Regions from separate parts of the Mus musculus genome. Here all the other regions are linked to region 1. A link is a contact called in public Hi-C data. All regions are on one chromosome and are shown on one strand. Each heading gives the region's core, a stretch centred on a gene start, on an enhancer-like site or on the middle of the called end of the contact. The rest is flanking DNA. Distances are from core to core; before and after follow the strand shown.

Region 1 (3,064 bases), core at 217-2,716:
AGAAAGTTTCTCCTTAGTGTCAGTTGACATAAATCACCAGAAAAAAGACTCCATGGTACAAGTTGTATTGAGTATGACATGATGAACTATAGCCCTAACAAAGGAGCCTTCAGAAATAATTAGTGCCCCAGTATATCTCTTGTTAAGAAAAATATTTAATTCAGTTATTCGGTTTTAACAAGCCATTTTAAAATGGACTCTTCAAACTTTTGTCAGATTAACTTAAAATTATTACCAAGCACCGTTTTCAAAATAGCTTTTACACTTGCACTACTTTCAAGTTCAGTGTGGCTGAAATGTTTTTAATACTGTGTGAGTGTGTGTTGTGTGGATGTGGATATAGACACATGTTCCCAGGTGTGTAAGGCAGAAAACAACCTTGGATTCTTGCTTTCCACCTTGTTTGATGTATGATCTCTTGCTCACTGCTGTGTACACCAGGCTAGCTCCTGGTAATTGTCTTGTCTCTGCCTCCATCTGCCTGTAAGAACAGGTAGGGTCATGGTGTCTGTCTTTCAGGGTGTTAGGTTTGCATGACGAGTGCTTTTACCCACTGAACCCTCTCCTCAGCCCCCTTTTCTAATTTTGACATCTGAGGACTTGAACATGAGACAGCCATAAGTAGCTCTTTGCTTGCGCTCTGTCTTCTGTGGGCCGGTATCACTAGCAATAATGCCTCCATTTCCTGTAGCTACAAAGGAGGTTGGTCCCCATCCAGCTTGGACAGAGGCACTGTTTATCTGAAGCCATTTATTTCAGTTCGTGGGCAACACAAACCTAGTTGCCTCCCTCTCATGGTTTCTGTGATAGTTAATAAGCAGTGTAGAAGCTTTCCCCGTTTGATCAAAAATAATTCCTCTAGCATCTCTAGCAATTAGATTCCTGTAAGCAAATTGTCATTTATGGAAATAATCCTATTGCAGCATGAGGTCAAGGAATGATCTTGATTTGAAGGAGTGTGGATACATGGTGTGAGCCATGTGTGCATCAGCAAGACTGTCCACCACCACACTCTGTTTATAACAGGCAAATATACTGAGACAAGGAAAACAACCTAAGCATGAATTATGAGGGAAAAGCATCATTCATCTTAGTGTTTAACCATTAGTCATGGAAGTATTAATGAACAGTTACCTCTGTTAGTCAGAATGGGCTGGTTTCTTTAACTACACTTCCTACTTAGTAGCTAAAAATGAGTTTGTCCACTATTTTCTGTCACATTAAAAATGTCTGGGTGCTGCTGACCAGACTTGAATGAAACATTGCCAAGTAATTTATAAATACTGTTAAGAGTGTTCACATAATATCGAATGGAACTTTTTCTTTTTCTTTTGTTTTTTACTTATTTGCACTCTGAACCTACCTTTACCAGTAATTGTTTAAGCAAAACATAAGTTCTGGAAAAGAAGCCTTGTTTCCCTACTTTGAAAGGTAGGTGGTGCTATGAGTTAATATATTGTCATCCAAATAGAGAAACTGCATGGCTTTCGGTCTCAGCTTTCAAAGACATTCTGTTCTCATGACAAGGTTGTGTCATGATGGACGCGGGCTCCCTTCGCAAAGTGAAGAAATGAACTTATGCAGATTAAAAATTACACTTGAAACAAGTGCTATGAATGGGAAGCACTGGATTTTTAGAAGGGAGTAACAATACAGAAAGACTTTAAAATTAATCTGGCCATGATTCCAAGTGGGTTACAACAAAGGATGTGGGGCAGCAGGAAACAGCTGCAGGGTTTATACTAACTGAAGTATGACTGACTCTGGATCGCCATTACCTCAGGGCTTTTAATGAAGAAGGACAAGGAAGTGTGTCCTCCATGCCAGGCTGCTGTATGTGTGTTGTGAATGCAAGGTAGGCGTGTGCTTTCGAGACAGCGCCATAAGATGAGTGGAATTCCCTCCAGGACAGTTTCTGGAGGCTCACTATTGCCACTTGAAGAGGAGTGAGGTGCTTATATGTGATACAGCAAGTAGCATGGTTTCAGGACACATCTAAACTTGTAAATAAAAGAGTGATCGTCTCATAAAGACATTTTGAATAGTTCTGCATGGTTATTTGCCTTTCTGGCATCTGCATTGGTTTTGGAAGGAGGCAATTGGAACAAAGTAGTTTATCTTCTAAGTTATAGAACAATGAGGAGCCTCTTTAATTAAAAATAGTTTAGATAAACATATTTGGTGCCCACAGAGGCCAGAAAAGGCCATTGGATTGCCTGGAACTGGAGTTTCGGGCACTTGTGAGCAGCCATGTGAGTGCTGAGAACTGATCTTGGGACCTTTGCAAGAGCAGCTAACCACTGAACCATTTCTTAAGCACCCTTAATTGAAATTTGCTAAAGTCGTTTGCAGATGAACTTTGGAAAGTTACTGTTAGTTTGTGTCTTTGATCATATAGTTTATTTTCACAAATTAGAAGTCACTTCCCTGATTTTCCAACTCTGAGCCACCTTTTTCTTTCTGAGAAAGTGAGTATTGTCAATGCTCCTTGATTTAAACTATACCACCAAGGACATAAGTTTAAGGGAAATATAGGTTTCTGTTAAAAGTTGAGAGAACATTAGGACGATCAGTCAAGATTTTCTCATCTAAATGTATTTAAATTTTTTTCTTTATGAGATTCATAGTTATTCTTGTCACAGACAAGTAGATCTTTAAAGATTTGTCTGTTGTGGCCAAATGAGATACACATTAGTCAAGCCTTTATAAAGCATAAACTGGACACAAGGTTAAGTTTTTATGTGTATGTTACACTTAAACTTTGTATAGGGTCTCAATGTATGTAGCCCTGGTTATCCAGGAACTCCCTTTGTAGACCAGGCAGACCTCAAACTCAGATCTACCTACCTCTGCCTCCCTAGTGCTGGGATTAAAGGTGTGCACCACCACCTCTTGGCCCCACTTACTTTCTATCCGTGGCCCCTCAGTCCGCTTGGCAGAGAATACTACTTATCAGGAAGCTACAGGATAGAGCTTGGTAGATGATCACCCCTCCCAGTGCCTTAGCTTCTGCTCTGTGGGAACATCCTTTTCTAAGAATTCATTTAATCTGCATGCTTGCTCA
Region 2 (3,064 bases), core at 185-2,684, 320 kb after region 1:
CGCCCTTAAGATAGCTGATATTCCCATTCTCAAAGAATTTCTGTTTCACTGTGAAGTTATCTGAACAGACTCGAGCACCTCTGGGTGGCTACCACTGTAGCTCCTATATCAATTGTCTTGTTTCTCCTATTAAGCCATGACATCTTTCAGCAGGCAACTCCTTGAGAAATAGCAGTGTGCAGCACTGGTTTGTTAGAGGGTAAATTTTCCACCTAGGGGCAATTGGCAATATCTGATCATTTTAGTCATTGTAGAAGGAAGGATTCAGAAGTAGCTTTGTGCAGGTGAGGGAGGGATCCTGCAAAGCATAGATGAACCCCACCCCTGTATCTACATGTCCACTTTCTACCACTAAAGATTTCCCAGCATTTAATACCTCAGAGTTCATACTTCCTGCAGAAACTGTGCCTTCATTTTCAATGTTTTCTATTTCTTCATAGAAAGACAGCACACATCCCCAAAACATGTGTTGCCAATGAAATGTCCACAATCTCATGCCCTCATATCTCATGCCATATCACTCCAGTGACATCAGGCAAGCAGCCACCTGCTAGTGTCTCTGACTTTACCTACAGCCCATCAGAAATGAGAAGGTCAGTCTGCCTGTGTTCACACAGCCTGGAGCTCTGGGGAGCTGACCTCTACGAAGCAGCGATGATCAACAAGCTTAAAAGGGTCAACACATTAGCCTGGGGTGGTCTGGAGCTCCATGACCCATCTGCCCCAGCTACTGATCCTTCCTTGGCTCACTTTCCACTTCGATACTAGCATTTCCTGCAAATGATATAAATGAACTCAGACTCTTGTCTTAGAACCTTCCCCTGAGAACTTGAATAAGTACAGAGTAGAAGTCACACCTGTCACCTTCCAAGCAGAAGCATGAAGAGCTTTCCCATGGTCCTGTCATCGCTCTTTGTCCCTTTGCTATAAGATGCACCTTTGCTTCTTGGTATGGAGCTCATACTGAGAAAACTCAGTCAAACCCTGAAGTCCACGCTTTAGTTGTTGGGAGCCTCTGAAATTAAGGACTGTTTGCTCCTGAAGCACGGCCTGGTGAAAGCTGACTGAACTGATTCGGGACTTCTTCCTCTTCCAGAACGTTTCTAGCTGACTGTTACAGTAGACCTGGGCTGCTTACCTTCCTAGTGATACTCTTTCCAGGGAAAATTGCACCACACAATCATGTTACATACTGGAGCTTGGAGACAATCATCTCTGCCTTTCCCTTTGTGGAGTCTCTCTGCAATTCATGGTGTTCCGTCTAATGGTGGTACATTGGGGAAATGTCTGCAAACTTTGAGTTACTGAGTTCTACCATGACTCAGTTCATACTTCAGGGATTGCCACAGAGTCCAGTTGCTGCTATGGGAAGAGACTCACCATGCTGGGGGTAGGGTGGGAAGTAGCAAAAGAAGCCACCCAGAAGCTGCCCTGAGCATAGCCATTATGGGGAAGGCCCTGCTTCCTCACAGTTCTGATGCACGCTCTGACCCCAGAGCCTATCCTGCATGACTCACTTTTTATGGTTCAATGAAGACAGAAATGAATGTCTTTCTCATCCTCCCATTTTAGCCATCAGCTCTCAGAACAAGCTTGGTTAACACCCATAGTTTCGGTGCAAAGATTAGTGTTATCCAGCCCACAAAAGGCTTGCTTCACTTCTTAACAAACTAGAAGCGAGAATGGCATTCTTCTCTCCCCAGTGACCTTGGCATGTGTTGAGTGTGAACCATGGGTTGTATATGAACCGAAAACCTGCAAAAGGCCACCATTCACTCAGCAATCAACCTTCCTTTCCCCAACTTTTGTTAGCTTTGAAATGTCTCAGTGACACCTTGTTCTTGTTTCCTCTAAAGGGGTTAGCACAAACTGCATTTGAAGAGAAATATTTGCATGGCCTATATCATGAAAAGCCAGCATCTCCTCAGCATGACAATAAAGATAGCATGAAATGGCTTTATAAAGACTGGCTAGATGTTATTACTTCCTGGAGTCTCTGACACCTGCTCTCTCTGTTTAAAAGGGGAGGCTGAAACAGACTGGGACAGTACAAGGACAAGACAGCCTGTTAGCAGGATTTAATCTTTGCCATGATCAGAAAGATCAAGAGGAACAGAAAGCAAGGGTTCTCAGCATGTTGTAAGTCTTTAAAGTTCCTCACTAGGACACCCAGCCTTCTTGTGATCTTCTGGCATCATCTGCCACTCACCAGGGCCATTTCCCACTCATGATGGTAATATCACTTCCCTGGGTCCTTATGCAAGTATGGCTGAGTTAGCGACAGCACCAGCTGTACAGCCTTCCTCTGCAGAACATTGCCCTGTTCTCCTACCTCCACCTGTGTGACACTGGCAAAGCTACTAAACCTCTCTGAGTGCTTCCCTCAGCTGCAAAGTAGGAAGAACGGTGGTCCCTGGTTACAATGTGAAGGCCTTCAGAAAATCCTTGTTCAATAATGTTCAGTCAGTCATGCCTGCCATTACTATTTACTATCATCAAGTACATGTTTTTGTTTGTATATGTGTTTCCAATCATGCATGTGCACACACGCACTCATGCCTACGGGGAGCCAGAAATCAATGTGTCTTCTATTACTCTCCACCTCATTTTTTTTGAGCCAGGGGCTCTCCCTGAACATGAAGCTTGCTGATTTGCTAGACTAGCTGACTGGTGAGCCTCAGGGATCCTTCTGCCTCCACCTGACTAGCACCGGGATTCCAAGGGTTCAGTGCCTTACTAGGGCTTTTTTTGTGAGTGCTGAAACTCCAGACTCGGATACTTATGCTTGTGTAGCAGTGCTTCATCCGCTGAACCATCTCATTAGTTCCATGCCAGGTATCCTGATACCCATTCACCAGCTGACCGATGAAAACCCGACTTGAGCAATCTACCCAAATCGTCTGACTTCTCCCAGTCCACTGTGCAATGCCCTTAAGGAGCAGCAAAGGTTGTCACCTACGTTTTAAGTTGAGCATTTTTATGCCAGTCCTTTGTCTTTCCTAACTCTTTGGGCTTGCTTCACTGTGTCACACTACAACACAAAAGATGGCGCATGGCTGCAGGC
Region 3 (3,064 bases), core at 296-2,795, 290 kb after region 1:
GGAGTCATTCTAACAGATCCACACACAGACAGCCCTGGAAGTGGTAAAAAGTCACCATATTGGCCACTGGATCATCAACGCTTGACTCCTGAGCATCTCAGTTAAAAGGCTCTTATTCCAAGTGTACTGGAAAAAAAGTTTCACTCACACTCAATTTGTAAAAACTTCAATTTGGGGCGTGGCAAATGTTTTTCCTGCATCAATACTTACATGGTCAACTCAGAATTATGACACGCAAACAAAGATCACATCTGTCTTTGTTGGATCCTCTATAATATGGCATGCACAGTGGCAGCCATTTATTGGGTATTGAGTAAAACTGGAAGATTGAATTAAACATTAGGACAAAATGCAGTAATGGGGTTAGATGAGGTCTACAGTGTTTCCTGAAAAAGACCTCTGGACTCACATACAGAGAGGGGCTTTGAGTGAAGACAGAAATGTCAGGCTTTTTGTGTCCTGCACAGTCTTGCCTTCTTCCTCCACCCACGATCTCCCAGTTTTTCTGAGGCTACGTTCAGCGTACACTGAGCCTTTTGTACCTTACTTGAGACCAGACCCAACTCTGCAGTTCATTAGTAAGAGACAGATACTGTACTTTATGGAGAGAAAGAGAAGAGGTTTACATCATAACCTACCCAGAAAAATTATGTGGTACATTTTTGTTTAAAGAACTTTTGTTCTTCCCTTAGTCCAAGATGCTAACAAATCATAACTCTCTATCTGGAAGAGGTAAGGGCACCGTGCTGGCCACTGCATCATTAACATTTACTCCTGAGTACCCAGGTTAAAGGCCTTTCTTTCCAAGAGTCTCTGAAGAAAGCTTTGTTCCTGCTCAACTTACAAACCCTTCAATTTGAAGTTTGGCAAGGTTTTGTCTTGAATCAGTGGCTTACCTGGTTGGCTCAAGGCTGTTGCTTTTATGTTTGAACTAACCACACATAAAGGCAGATTGGTTTCATTTCAAAATCCATATTTTACATCTCTTAAAATATGAAAAACATAACCATTAAGTAATTCACCTCTGAGTGGTAGCTGTCAGTTAGAAATGAGAAAAAAAAAAACTTTCAACAAGACTCCACTACAACAGTCTCCACCAGTCTCTATTGCCTTCCTGATAAAAACACCAAGTATCAATTAACATTCTTCATCAAGAACTCTGTGATGCTTTTCTAGTGGAATATAAATTTTCTCTTGCCTGGCTCCTCTAAAATTGGATTCCCTCTCTGTACAGATGAAACCATCCTCAAACGTAAGCATCGGGTAGTTTAACAGTGAATCTCTTTTATTTTACCAAGGATGTCACATAATTTATAACTCTGAGTAGATTCCCTAGGGACAAATGTGAAAACAATATTGATCTCACTTCTGAGGCAATGCAGAAAGAAAGACCAACATGTGACTGGCAAGTTATAGGGGCTGGAGGGGCCTTCGTGTTCTTCTCTGCTGTCTCCTTATTATCAATGGTCTAAAAGTAGATCTCTCAAGAGTAATGACTCAGTGTGTGCTCAGACACCCAGCTATGACTTCAGCCTTTTCTTTACAAGTCTACCGTGGGGGTAGGTGCTATAGACTGTGTGCTGTGCTCACAGCCTATAAGAGCTGGCTTGACAGCAGGGCTTTACAGCATCTTTTACGGGAGATGTTTTGTACACTGTGAGGAATGCCTTTAGTCAGTGTTTGGACAATGTTGACTAACTTGCTTGTTGTCAAGTAGCTGAGAAAGGGTAGGCCTGGGAATCACAGCTCTTGTCTGTCTCCATCAAAGCCCGGTTCTCTTCACTGTGCATGGTGACTAGAAGAGCCTAGATCTTTAAGATGAGAATAATGTCCACATGTGTTGTTTCCTTAATGGGTCACAGAACTGATCTCAATTATCCGTGTGTGTGTGTGTGTGTGTGTGTGTGTGTGTGTGTGTGTGTGTGTGCTTGCAAGCGTGTGTGTAAATAAGGATTGCTTTGTTTTATCTTACTGCTCTCAAGCAAACTTCTCATTCTCCAGCCTTACTAAGACACCCGTGTCAAGCTCACAGCTGCTGATTCACCCACAAAACTCACTTATGAAAAGCAAGACAACTTCCTCCTAACATGACAGCCACTTGGGTGGCATCAGGGCATGTGCTTGAGACCTAGGGATGGCAATGGTGTTTGCATAAGCAGGGGTAATAGGATGAAGTCACCAGGATTGGCCCACCAAGGCCACTCTAACCTGTCATCACCCCTTACCTTAGGTTCTCCGAAGATCTTCATCCCAAGCTTGACATTAATTCACTCTGGCTAAGAGTAATGTTCAGACCAGTTTGAAAGTACTGTTTTCCTCTGAGTGGTCAAGATACTAGGTTTTGGAGAAAGAATGACAATTTTCCATAACTTAGTCCCAGTACTCTATGGCCATGCAAAGCAAAAGAGCATCTGGGCCCTTCAGCCCTTCCCCAAAGAAGATGCTGATGAAATATTTCTTGACACTCTCAGCACAACTCTCTCTGAAGGAGACCCAGATAGATTCGGTCAGTAAACCGTGATCTTTTATTTAAACCTATTTTAACATAAGATACATAAACATGTAAAAATATACAAATTACCATGTGACACTTGAATACCTAAACATACTGTGAAATGTATAGATTGAATTAAACATACATATCTCCTCAAGTATTTGTCGTTTCTTTTGGAGGGAAAGCATTAAAAAGAATCCTACAGCTTTTTAAAATGTATTGCACATGATTATTTTTCTCTCTTGAGTAGTTGTTCTTAGTTGTTAGGGATTAGTTCTAATGTTTTGTCTTAATACAGATAATCACATGGGAATCTACACGGCCAGACGCTGAGGATCCCTGTCCCCAATTGATTTTTGATTGGTCAATAAAGTCACTAAGAGCCAATGGCTAGACAGGGAGACAGGAGTAGGACTTTTAGGATTCCCAGACAAGGGATGAGGGGAAGAAGAAGGAGCAGAATTGCCATGATGGGGAAGCAGAGAGATTGGATTTAAGAGCTGCAGGAGAGAAAGCATCCAGCCACATAAAGGTCAGGGAAGCAGACCCAGGGGCCACTTTGGTCTGGGG
Region 4 (3,064 bases), core at 151-2,650, 260 kb after region 1:
AATAGTGAAAGCAGCATGTTTTAAATATTAATTTGGCATGTCTAGGTGTTTATACAGTACATGTATAGGGACCAGAGGACAACTTAAGAGGTAGTTGTCTTTTTCCATTATGTAGGGCCTCAGGGTTAACGTCTGGTGGCAAGCACCTTTCATCCACTGAACTCTCTCACCTACAATATTTTAATAACAGACTAATTGGGCCCAGAATAAGTAAAAGTCACCACAGCTACAGCCATGCCATGCCAGCTCATGAGTAGCCTTGGATAAACCACAATACTTCCAACCTTGTGTGTTGGATAAGCATAGAAATAACTGTACGGCCAAATTTATAGGACTGTTAACAGTCAAACGGGATCTGGGCGCCAGTGGGCATGTGCAATACATACAGATGGGACAGACTCCCTTTCCTTCCTGCTACAACCTCCTCCCTTTGAAGTCTGTCAGTAATTCCTTCACTGTGTTCTCACTAGAGCTGAAACTCAAGGAGCTTCTGTCAAGTGAGGGTGGTATGGAGTGGGACTGGGGGAGCCGGATGTCTCTGTGTCCTCTGCATGCACGTCACTCACCTTACAGTCACAATCTGACCTCCATCCAAGATGACCCCATTCATTTGGGCTATGAAGATGGCTGCCACAGCCTCGTAAAGGGCTGTGCCATCCATGTTAATGGTTGCTCCGACTGGGAGGACGAATCTGGTCACACGCTTGTCAATCCCTAGATTATCTTCCAAGCAACGGAAGGTAACAGGCAAAGTTCCAGCACTAGGGGCGAGAGAAGAGGAGAGAGAGAGAGAGAGAGAGAGAGAGAGAGAGAGAGAGAGAGAGAGTTAGTTTTAGAGGCAGGACAAAGAACTAACCAGAATGACACAGCAAAAAAAAAATTAGCAGTAACTAGGAACAATTCTAATTTAGCTGCTGATAGGCAACACAATATTTAGTTGGTTCAGGATTCTCAGAGCTACTCAGTGCCTGCCAAGTCCTCTGTCCTTCAGTCCCTGTTTCCATCTTAGGGTAAATCTTGAAGCACTTCTGATTGTGCACATGAATTGGGCTGAGAAAAAATTATGTCAGCTGTCAACAGCAAAACATAATGAGGAACTTTTGAATGACCCATAGTTCCATGCCAGAAATGCTATTCCAACAAAATGACTGCATGGACCGCATCCAGCCCCTGGGACTCATCTTGAGTTGGGCTCACTAACTGGGAGAATGCTGGACAAACATGTTGGACACTCTTTAGCATGAACACAAGCTTTGAACAGTCCACTGGGGAGCCTGACATACAGTCAAACTCCCAGACACATGGCCACCAGCCAACCCCCAAGTCTCTGCCATGACAGGGCAGGAAATCATGTGATCTGTAGCTAAAGGTGGTGTGGAGTGACTTCACTCTCAGGCGTCCCAGGCATCAGATGGTGATCCACCCACATGGCCCGCCCTTAGAGGCTGGAACATTTGACATGTTCCTACATCTAAAATAGGACACCTAAGAGAACAAGGCTTCCTCATGTCCAGACCATTGCATCCTTTTAGACAATAGTGCAGAAGAGATTAGAGTTTAAAGAATGTTTAAATCAAGCAAAGGAACCAAACAGCACTGGTTGCTTTATAGTTTGTCTTGCTTTCATTATTTTTATCCAGTTCAGACAGCATTTGGAGGTATTTTCAAGCCCTGGTCATAGTTACTCCCTCACACTAGTTATACATGGGGTGTCAACAAGACTGGTCACATTCTGAAGGGTCTCAGTTTCTCAGAGTGGGAGAAAAAGATGAGCTTAGAACTGTGCTGATTCCAAGGCCTACTCAGGACCAATAAATCTGGAAGCTAAAAAATAAGAGACACCCAAGTCCACATCTTAAACTGACCAAGGAGTCAACTTACCAGACAGAAAGAACATCTTTTGTGATTACAGTCAGGGCTCTGTAATACCTACTGTTGGTCTTATGGTAGGAGAAGTCAATTGAATAGGTGGTATGTGTGTTGGGTTGGGGGGGGGGTTGTTTACAAAAGCCTTATTAACCCAAGTAAAAAGTGAGGATTTGTTCTCATTTGCATGCAGGAGATACCGTGGTTCTGGCTTGCTGCCTCCGCTGTTTCTATTAGAAACCGGTGTCCTTGTGTTCCCCTCAATTCCTCTCCCCACTTCCTGGGACTGTTTCAGAGGGTTTCCTAGATACCACAACTGATCTAAGATGGTTACCTAGTCAATGTTGGTGGCTGGGATCCTCAAGCATATTGTTCAACGCTTACTCCCTGGATCACTAAAATGTATTAATTTTTCTTGTTGCGTCTACTTTTCCAAAATATCATCAAAGGGTCTTTGGCCACAGAGACTGGAGAAATGATTTGTGAAGCATGGAGACAGTCCCCATTCTTCTACTGAGCGGGTTTTATGGTTATGTCCTCCAAATCCACATAGACTCAACTGGCCCAGACTAGTCCTTGAGCACATTAGGGCTTTCCTGTGCTGACAGGATGACACTCTGGCATTGCTTTTTGGCTCCCATCTGAGAGGCCCAATGATGTTGCTAATAATAATGTCCAATATTGAGATTCTTCCTATGACATGATACACCCCCCAGCATGCTCTGAAGCCAGAAATTTGGAACACACTCCTCTCTGATGCCTGTCTCCATATTCATCAAAGAGCCAGTCAGTCACCCTCAGTGTTGCTATTGTTATGACGGCCCTGTTTGGAACCTTTGTGATGTAAAGTTTAAGTGGATACCGGCTATTTGGCCATCCTTGGGGCTCTTAAGCCTTGACTCTGTTTCTAGTCCCACCTCTGCTCCTTGATTGTCACCATGAGAAGCAAAGATCATGAGCTCCCACTGCTGTGGAAAGACTTGTTCATGTTTTCTCTCTTTCTCTCCACAGGAAGAGTAGAGAGGAAGTTGTCTTGTCTTTTAAAATTACCAGGATAACTGGCTATTCAAAAGAAAAACAATAATAATTTTTGAAATAATTTAAGGACAAATTCATGAAAGCATTATGTTATAATTGTGGATAGAAAAAATATTTGAGCAGAACTGAGTTTCTAAATTTAAAAAAAAAGTATTCACAG

What was found. A called contact is a pair of places that touch in the nucleus more often than the background predicts.
Region 2: a contact with region 1 is called in a Hi-C map of bone marrow-derived macrophages, with 31 read pairs. The contact joins two enhancer-like sites. A contact is called at or near these places in 1 of 15 datasets of contacts at CTCF or cohesin (large pre-B cells), 12 of 484 Hi-C or Micro-C datasets (ECoMG myeloid progenitors, the HPC-7 cell line, Sertoli cells and 7 more), 4 of 115 datasets of contacts at active chromatin or transcription factors (CD8 T cells, SST interneurons, embryonic fibroblasts and 1 more) and 4 of 9 other capture datasets (adipose tissue, liver, macrophages and 1 more).
Region 3: a contact with region 1 is called in a Hi-C map of bone marrow-derived macrophages, with 29 read pairs. The contact joins two enhancer-like sites. A contact is called at or near these places in 1 of 15 datasets of contacts at CTCF or cohesin (the NIH/3T3 cell line), 21 of 484 Hi-C or Micro-C datasets (the AML12 cell line, B cells, B-cell progenitors and 14 more), 5 of 115 datasets of contacts at active chromatin or transcription factors (CD8 T cells, embryonic stem cells, large pre-B cells and 1 more) and 2 of 9 other capture datasets (adipose tissue and pancreatic islet).
Region 4: a Hi-C map of bone marrow-derived macrophages shows a contact between it and region 1, with 27 read pairs. The contact joins two enhancer-like sites. A contact is called at or near these places in 1 of 15 datasets of contacts at CTCF or cohesin (the NIH/3T3 cell line), 3 of 484 Hi-C or Micro-C datasets (bone marrow-derived macrophages, centroblasts and embryonic stem cells), 5 of 115 datasets of contacts at active chromatin or transcription factors (CD8 T cells, the NIH/3T3 cell line, embryonic stem cells and 1 more) and 2 of 9 other capture datasets (adipose tissue and liver).

Annotation. Positions count from the first base shown.
Region 1 is chr2:103,017,688-103,020,751 of GRCm38.p6, reverse strand. No RefSeq gene overlaps it. Among named protein-coding and RNA genes, the nearest start is that of Pdhx, 54 kb to the left of the region's middle. Within about 2 kb of position 1,466, at least 38 of the 459 cell types and tissues checked have an H3K27ac peak or open chromatin away from gene starts, as enhancers often do. A contact at or near this core is called in bone marrow-derived macrophages and fibro-adipogenic progenitors, where this site is marked.
Region 2 is chr2:102,700,056-102,703,119 of GRCm38.p6, reverse strand. All of the region lies in intron 1 of Slc1a2 (solute carrier family 1 (glial high affinity glutamate transporter), member 2), which reads right to left. Among named protein-coding and RNA genes, the nearest start is that of Slc1a2, 43 kb to the right of the region's middle. Within about 2 kb of position 1,434, at least 18 of the 459 cell types and tissues checked have an H3K27ac peak or open chromatin away from gene starts, as enhancers often do. A contact at or near this core is called in bone marrow-derived macrophages, where this site is marked.
Region 3 is chr2:102,723,757-102,726,820 of GRCm38.p6, reverse strand. The region is part of intron 1 of Slc1a2 (solute carrier family 1 (glial high affinity glutamate transporter), member 2); the gene reads right to left. Among named protein-coding and RNA genes, the nearest start is that of Gm13872, 21 kb to the left of the region's middle. Within about 2 kb of position 1,545, at least 21 of the 459 cell types and tissues checked have an H3K27ac peak or open chromatin away from gene starts, as enhancers often do. A contact at or near this core is called in bone marrow-derived macrophages, where this site is marked.
Region 4 is chr2:102,758,712-102,761,775 of GRCm38.p6, reverse strand. It overlaps Slc1a2 (solute carrier family 1 (glial high affinity glutamate transporter), member 2), which reads right to left. Exons shown (of 11, transcript NM_001077514.4): 8 at 567-761. Among named protein-coding and RNA genes, the nearest start is that of Gm13872, 13 kb to the right of the region's middle. Within about 2 kb of position 1,400, at least 50 of the 459 cell types and tissues checked have an H3K27ac peak or open chromatin away from gene starts, as enhancers often do. A contact at or near this core is called in bone marrow-derived macrophages and fibro-adipogenic progenitors, where this site is marked.